Regions from separate parts of the Mus musculus genome. Here region 2 is linked to region 1. A link is a contact called in public HiChIP or PLAC-seq data. All regions are on one chromosome and are shown on one strand. Each heading gives the region's core, a stretch centred on a gene start, on an enhancer-like site or on the middle of the called end of the contact. The rest is flanking DNA. Distances are from core to core; before and after follow the strand shown. Region 1 has its middle 79 kb from the start of Chd6. Region 2 has its middle 50 kb from the start of Gm35374.

Evidence for each region. HiChIP or PLAC-seq counts read pairs in DNA pulled down with a chosen protein or histone mark.
Region 2: a contact with region 1 is called in an H3K27ac HiChIP or PLAC-seq map of epiblast stem cells, with 4 times the contacts expected there. The contact joins two enhancer-like sites. A contact is called at or near these places in 2 of 484 Hi-C or Micro-C datasets (embryonic stem cells and stem cell-derived epiblast-like cells) and 2 of 115 datasets of contacts at active chromatin or transcription factors (embryonic stem cells and epiblast stem cells).

The regions. Positions count from the first base shown.
Region 1 is chr2:161,186,056-161,189,764 of GRCm38.p6, reverse strand. No RefSeq gene overlaps it. Among named protein-coding and RNA genes, the nearest start is that of Chd6, 79 kb to the right of the region's middle. Within about 2 kb of position 2,019, at least 12 of the 459 cell types and tissues checked have an H3K27ac peak or open chromatin away from gene starts, as enhancers often do. A contact at or near this core is called in epiblast stem cells and stem cell-derived epiblast-like cells, where this site is marked.
Region 2 is chr2:161,339,748-161,343,456 of GRCm38.p6, reverse strand. No RefSeq gene overlaps it. Among named protein-coding and RNA genes, the nearest start is that of Gm35374, 50 kb to the left of the region's middle. Within about 2 kb of position 1,851, at least 113 of the 459 cell types and tissues checked have an H3K27ac peak or open chromatin away from gene starts, as enhancers often do. A contact at or near this core is called in epiblast stem cells and stem cell-derived epiblast-like cells, where this site is marked.

The DNA of each region.
Region 1 (3,709 bases), core at 770-3,269:
GGAGGCTGGGGAAGTAGGAGAGATTGTAGAGGCAGGTCGGTAAGGGAGAGAGGTTCATTAGCTGGATCAAGAGTAGTAGAAGCTTCGTCTGGTTGAGGTTTCACAGCTAGAAGGAGTCAAGTTGGGGGATGGGAAGAGCAAAGAGAGGGTTTGGAGGGAAGACAGATGAAAGCTTGGACATAGAGGACCTCCTTCCATTAACCAGACCACTGGCAGCATGTATGAAGATCCTTTAGAACGGTAGGATCAAAAGTGACATTACATGGCCACGTGGAGTCATTATCAGGTCTTGGGTACTGAGGCCAGACCTGATTGCAAAGGTGAATAAGTTTGGATGCCTTTAAATCAGGCACTAGTTTTAGAGGTTTGAGATTTCCCAGGAAGCATCCCAGTAAGGAGCCTGGAGGTATGGTCGAAGATAAGATACTCATTGGCTGAGAGACATTATTAAAGTATTCTTACCAGTGTCCTGAGAACAAATTAATAACAATAGATTAATCTTGCCATGGTGTCCTAATGGTAGTAGATCAATGAAATATTGGACCAAGCACCCAGTCAAGGTCACCCAGTCATCACACAGAAGCTAATGGCTGTCAGCTGCAGGCCTGTTGCCTGAGCTGTGTGCCCAGGGCCCAAGGGAAAATGGTTTACCAGCATTGTCGTGCAAGAAAGAAATCAAGAGGGGGAAAAATGCTTCCTGGACAGCAAGAGAGAGAGGGTTCACCCAAGGGTAGAGGTCCTAAAATGAGGAGTCAGCTAGAAGGCCGATCATCAAGACCATGGAAATATCTGTCCCTTAGACCTCTAGAGGGTAGCCAGTCCTCTCCTGGGACCTGGGATCCTGTCCACTGACTAGGACAGAAAGTTTACCAGTCCACTGATGTTTGCATGGTGTTCAGCAAACCTGTGGTTGGAAGTGAGCCTGTATAGCAGGCAGACTTGCTGGGATGAGGTTCAGCCTATGCAGCTTAACCCACATGGAGGCAGGTTCCACAGCCTGTGCAGCAAAAGAGCTGCAAACCCGTCAGGGCAGAGGCCTCCAGTGAGTCTCTGCACCAATGTTAGAATATGCTGCACAGTCCCAGACAAATCACACCAAGCTGCAGGTCTCATGTGAGAGGTTTTATTGGCAGAGGCAGCCTCTGTGAAGGGGGTTGGGAATGAAGAGGACAAAAAGGAGGAGAAAGAGGAAGAGGAGGAGGAGAAGGAGGAGGAAGGAACTGCCGGGGGAGGTGGGGAACGAGTCTTTTATCTGGGCCCTGGTGTTCACATGTGCAAAGGAACGGTGCAGCGGGTGCCATGGCAAGAGACGCAGGAGCTGCACTGTGGACTAGAGATGTCATATCTTGTCAACTGGGTCCAAGAGCTGGCTGTAAAGACTCTTCTAGCTGTCCAGGGATGCACCTGATGCTAACAGAGAAGAGTGAGAAAATGGAGTCATTGGGTGTGTATAACTCAGACAGACTCAGGGCAGCTGGAAAGGAAGAGGGGGAAAGAAGAAGCTGAGAGATATAGGAGCATGTACTTAGAGACCCTTATTCAACATTTTTGTGCACAGGTCACTTGTTCTCAAGGCTAGAAGTTGCTCAGATCAGCTGCAATGGTAGATGTGGGAACTGACAACATGACCACTCTATGGCATGGTTAAGAGAAAGTTTTTATTGTAGATATAAGAGGGAGAACATCCTGAGGCATCTGGGAGAGTCCAGATCAAAGAAAGGAAGACATAAGTAGGCTAAACATGGCCAGCAGACTGGACTTGAGAGACGCAGAGGGGGGAGAGTGAGGGAGAGGGAAAGGAACATAAAGACAGGGAGAGAGTAGGGGATGGGGGAGGGAGAGACAAAGAGAGAATGAACATATCAAAAATAGCAGGGTTAGAAGGAGAATTACAGTCTAGGGGAGGGGAGGAGGTAAGAAGAGCTAGGATACTAGTTCTTTGAAATGTGTAAGTAACCTGTAGTTGTAGAGCCTGGAGGCCAACATGGGCTTTGGTATGCTAATAGACACCACAGGTAGCCATTTAATCCTTCCGCCACTGATAAGGGAAACTGCCTCCTTCCCACAGAAGGGGATTGGCTTCACAAGTTCCTGAGGAATGCTGGCTTTTATCTATCCACCAGAAGTCCTCCTACAATCCAGGACTGCCTTTGGAGTCTGGGGGATCAGAGTTCCCTTTGGACCTAACTGCACACACCTCTAATCCCAGCATGTGGGAGGTAGAGGTAAAAAGACTAGCAATTTGAGATCATTTACAGCTAACACAGCAAATTCAAGGCCATGAACACATGAAACCCTATCTCAAAAAACCCAGAAGGAAGACGTGCAAAACAGTTCATCAGGTAAAGGCACCTGTCACCAAATCAGCAGGTAAAGGCACCTGTCACCAAGTCTGACAATGGGAGTTTGATCCCTGGACTCCACTTGGTTGAAGCTGGGAACCAGACTCCTACAAGTTCTCCTCTGACTTCCACACACATATGTGTCATATGCTATAGTAAAAACACATGCATGCACAATACACACACACACATATACTAAATATATACATACATACATACATATGTATGTATTTCATCTAAAAATCTGAGGAAAAAGAGAAGGATGAGGAAGAAGAAAAGATGAAGAAGAAGCTGTAAAAAGAAAAGGGTACTTAGTTTCCTTTACCAACTTTTGCTGAATCCTGGTTCCCTGAATTTTGCATAAATTATCCATGGTAATAGGACACTGTACCCATACTGTTTGCAAGATGTGTGCTCTGGGTATGATAATAACAATAGCCACCACTTATTGAGAGCACATTTATGCAAAGCTAAGAGCTTTACATAAATTATCTCATTTAATCCTCACAACAACCCTGCCAGGTAGACCTTATTATTTTCTTCTATTTGGAAATAACAAAACCTGAGACACAGACTGCTTAGTTAGCCCATTACAGTCATCCAGCAATAAGTGACTGACCCTGTCAACAGTCAAAACCCAGGTTCATCTCATCCAACACCCATGCTCCTAAGTATGAAAGCTGGAGCCCCACAAGGTAGACTCTGTTCATCGCAGCCATCAGAGTCATGAGGAAAGCTTTCAAAAATGCAAATCCCCTGTCCCACATAAGACATGTTCTCATACACCTAAATACATCAACCAAGCATGTGCATCTGGCATGTGCTAAAAGCTTAATAAGCCATAGTTACCAGATAATCGAATGTCTCATCCAAGATTACAGCTCACCATTCTTTCAAAAGTTTCCAGGAACCCTACTCTATTCCAAGCTCTGTGTTAGATATCACAGGTATTGCAGTAAGCAAGACAATTGAAGTCTTTGCCCTGCTGTGTCAGTCATAACTACAACAAAAGAAACCTGAAAAAACAACAACAACAACAAACTTTGGCTCAAAGTTACAAAGTCACTCAGACCTCATTTCTCAACCGCAGTGAGGCAGAATATCATGGCAGAGAGTATGTGATGGAAATTGGTTCCATGATCTCAGAGAATTCCTTCTTCTTCTCCTCCTCCTCCTTTTTAAAAGATTTATTTATTATTATATCTAAGTATACTGTAGCTGTCTTCAGACACCCCAGAAAAGGGTGTCAGGTCTCATTACAAGATGGTTGTGAGCCACCATGTGGTAGCTGGGATTTGAACTCAGGACCTTCAGAAGACCAGTCAGTGCTCTTAACTGATAAGCCATCTCTCCAGCCCAAATTCCTT
Region 2 (3,709 bases), core at 602-3,101, 150 kb before region 1:
AGGCAACCGCCCCAGAACCACATGTCTGAACCAGGTGAGTGGAGGTCAAGAGGCCGAGTAACACATGGACAGAGCCCAGCATCTGTGGCCAGAGACAAGATCCCGGTCCCTGTCCTGGAAGAGGGCCTAGTGTGCAAACAGAGCCGGAGCAATCAATGATAGAATAGGAAGAACAGATGCAGCAAAGCCCACCTTCCTGACCCTGCGAGGAGCTGTGGTCGAGAAATATCCAAAGTACCAGGTGGAGCAAACAGGGAACAACCATGGAAAGCAGAGATCACTGAAGCACACTCTGGGAAATATGACATTGGGTGACACACTACGCTGCAAAGTCATAGAATGCACTTCTAAGAACCAAAGGCCATATTGGCTCATCTGCCGTATCCTATATGCTTGGAGCACTATGATGGACAGAATACAGATAGATTAAACCCAGCACAAGAGAACTGAAACTTCAGCCGAATGGTAATCACATGATGGGGGGGCGCTGCTGCTGGGTTAGGACACCACAGTGATGGCTGGTTTTAAATGTCAGTTCTCCACAACCAAAAATCATCAGAGCAGGGCACCTCAACTGAGGAGCTGTCTCTATCAGGTTGGCCCATGGGTGGGTGGGTCTGTTAGAGGTTATTATCTTGGGTTCCTGATATGGGAGGCCCCACCCCAAATGTAAGCAGCACTTCCTGGTGGCAGAAGGAAGGCTATTCACCCCCTCCCCTCACCCAGCTTAGCCTTCCTTCTCTCTTTCCCACTGAATTAATTTACCCTGATGATGGTTCAGACTGGTGGCTGAACCAGTGTTTCAAGGTGGCTCTCCAGGAAACCTCCTAGCTTTTATTGCAGGATCGGATCTACTGAGGCATCTGGCCTCATGGCCTGAGCAACTACTGGCTTCTAAGCCCTCTCAGTGTGAGACACCTGTTGTTGGACCCTTTCCACCATGAAACATAGCTGGTTTAATAAATCCTTTTTAAATGCACCGTTTTCACCCTCTCAGTTCTTGTCTTCTGGGGGACCCTAATATTTTACCGGACAACAAAGGCGAATATGATAGACAGCATGATACACAAGTGTAATTGAGCAACCCTGTCGTTATTATCATGATCAGGTGCTGCTCACACACCGCACTTACATGACTAGCGGTGCAGTAGACCTATTTATACTGGTGTCGCCATGAGCTTGTGTGTCCTGTGTTGTTTAGGATGTTACACCAGCCACACTGTCATGAGGTCATGGGAATCGTTCGACTCTATTATCCCCTTACAGGACCACAATTGCAAATACGGGCTGTCGTTGGGCCAAATGCCACTTCGGGGCACATGGCAGTCCTTAAAAACAGACTTGAGAGCTGACAAAGTGCTCAATCCTGCCACATGACGGCCCTGGCAAGAGCTACTCTTAACCTCTAAGCCTAACATATTCTGAGGTTAATTTTTCAGAGGTACCACGCGCAAATCCCCAAGTTTCCCTCTAACGCACGCCGTCTCTTACACTCGCTCTTTTTTTTTCCCACCAGCATGCCAATCTTGTTCCTAATTTAGCCCTTAGACTAAGCCAGGTTGTCAGTTTGCTATTCCCTAATCCCTTCTCACCATGGCAATTGAAACTGATGATTGCAACATTGCTGAGTTCCTTGTTCCGGGGCCTATTGTGCAGAGTGTAATCACCGCCCGCCGGCCCGCCCGCCGCAGACAGCTTGTGGAGCTGGCAGAACCAACATCAAACAAACAGCACCTCCTGCCTCTATCCAGGACCTGACTGCTTCAACAAGAACCCACTGGTCCTGCTGAGAGCAGACAGAGCTGGTCCCTGCCCACACGGTTGAATGTGGGGAAGGCCAACCCTGAAAGCTTATGCAAATAGGACTGAGGGTGGAGCCTAAAGTGGACTGGCCAAGGCAACAAGTGAGCCAAACAACAGGAAGAAGCAAGTGGAAGAGATACAGGAGGACCGGAGTCATACTAGCGGCAGTGAAGGCAGGAGGCCAGAGCATCATACTGAGCCAGGGCTTCTGGAATCCACTCAAGACGCTAAGTGTGGCAGGAGATGAAGCTGTAAGAGATGCTGGGGCCAGCCCTCAGAGAGCCTTGCCAGCCAAGCAAGAGAGCCTGAGTTGATTCCAGAGCTGATAGAATGTCGCCAAGGGACACTTTACAGGGAAGGGGGCAATTGCCCCAGTTCAGGAGGAGCTGAGAGAAAGGATTTAGGTCACCCACATGCAACTGGTGAGCCCGTCCAACGGTGCATAGAATTGGGATATTTGTTGGCAGGCCCCAGTTCCCACCTCTATACCTTTTTAATAGGCCACTTCTAGTCTTTGAGTTTAAGGGCCTCTGAACCAGACAAAGCAATCCATATAAAAGGGCTAGCCAGCATGCCATGTGGCTCCTAAAGCTGGGCTTTATACTCATATGCTTTGGTCTATTCTTAAGGGAACCATCGAGAGAGACATTGAAGATTAAACTCTCAGGCCTCCCAGCACAGGACAGACTTCCCCAGCAAAGTCCTGTTCCCTCTCCAGTCCTAGCATGGTGACCAGTGCACTATCCCATATGCAGAGCTCTCACCCGTGTATGCCTATCGATCCAATCAGTTTAGGGAGAGAGGGAATAGAGGGCAGAATTTAAGGATGGTAGAACAGACCCATGCCACTCCCAAACTCTGCCGCGTACCGGCCATGTATTCAGGAAAGTTGCTATGCTTCTTAGACTCAAGTTTGAAGTTACCAGTTCATTGTGATTTGCCTGAAACTTTCTGGGGTTTAGCACTGACAGTCCTGTGTCTCAGTAGACATTTCACACCTGGTCCGTTGGGAACTGACTGGTCACCATGCACGGGTTTGGTTACTTCATGTGTAAAAATCTGTGTCACCATATGCCTTGATGCCACCGTGAGGATTTCAGATTGGCGGAGTCTTCCACTGCATCAGAAACATAGCACATGGTTCAAAAATATGTTTATGCAAATTCCCCGATTTGTAATCTGTCGCTCAGGATTCCCCCTCCAGGGTGGGGATCAAAGCATCACTATAGTTCATCTGATTGGGGTGCAGCTCAGCTCGCCCGACCCATCTCAAGTGAGTTTTCTCTTGTTCCCCAACACTTCTACATAGGAAGCAGGCAGAAAGCGGGTGCTTACTTGACAGATGGAGAAACATCTGCCCAGGCCCTGTGGGCAAGGAAACTGTGACCCACGCTTCACCTGCCTCTAGAGGAGCAATGGATGATAGCACCATTAGACAGTAGCATTAACCAGGTGACATTTCACTGCTGGGGTGTCCTGTGCATCCCTATTAACTAAGTTGTTTCTTTTCTCCATAGAGTTACAGATTTGTTTCCTGAAGACAAGCTCAGATTTAAGCAGAAGTGACTTCATAAGAGGATAGTTAAGGCCAGCAGCTGGGTAACTGCCACCCTTACTTCTCCCATGGGGTCTGGATGTAGACTTAGTACACTTGTTTACCCCTCCTTAAAGCTGGAGCTTTGTGCCCCATTTAGTTATCGAGCTTTGGCCCAGATCCCAGGATAAAAGGGGGTGGGGTGACAGAAAAGTTTTATACAGACTTAGCAACCTGGCTTCCAGGTTGCTACCACTCAACTAGCCCTGGGTAACCTAAGGACTCAGCTGCAGAGCAACACTTGCACCCATGGCAACCGCCTCTAGGTCCACGGCACTCTCCCTTTCACTGGCCCACAGCACCCTGGAAACC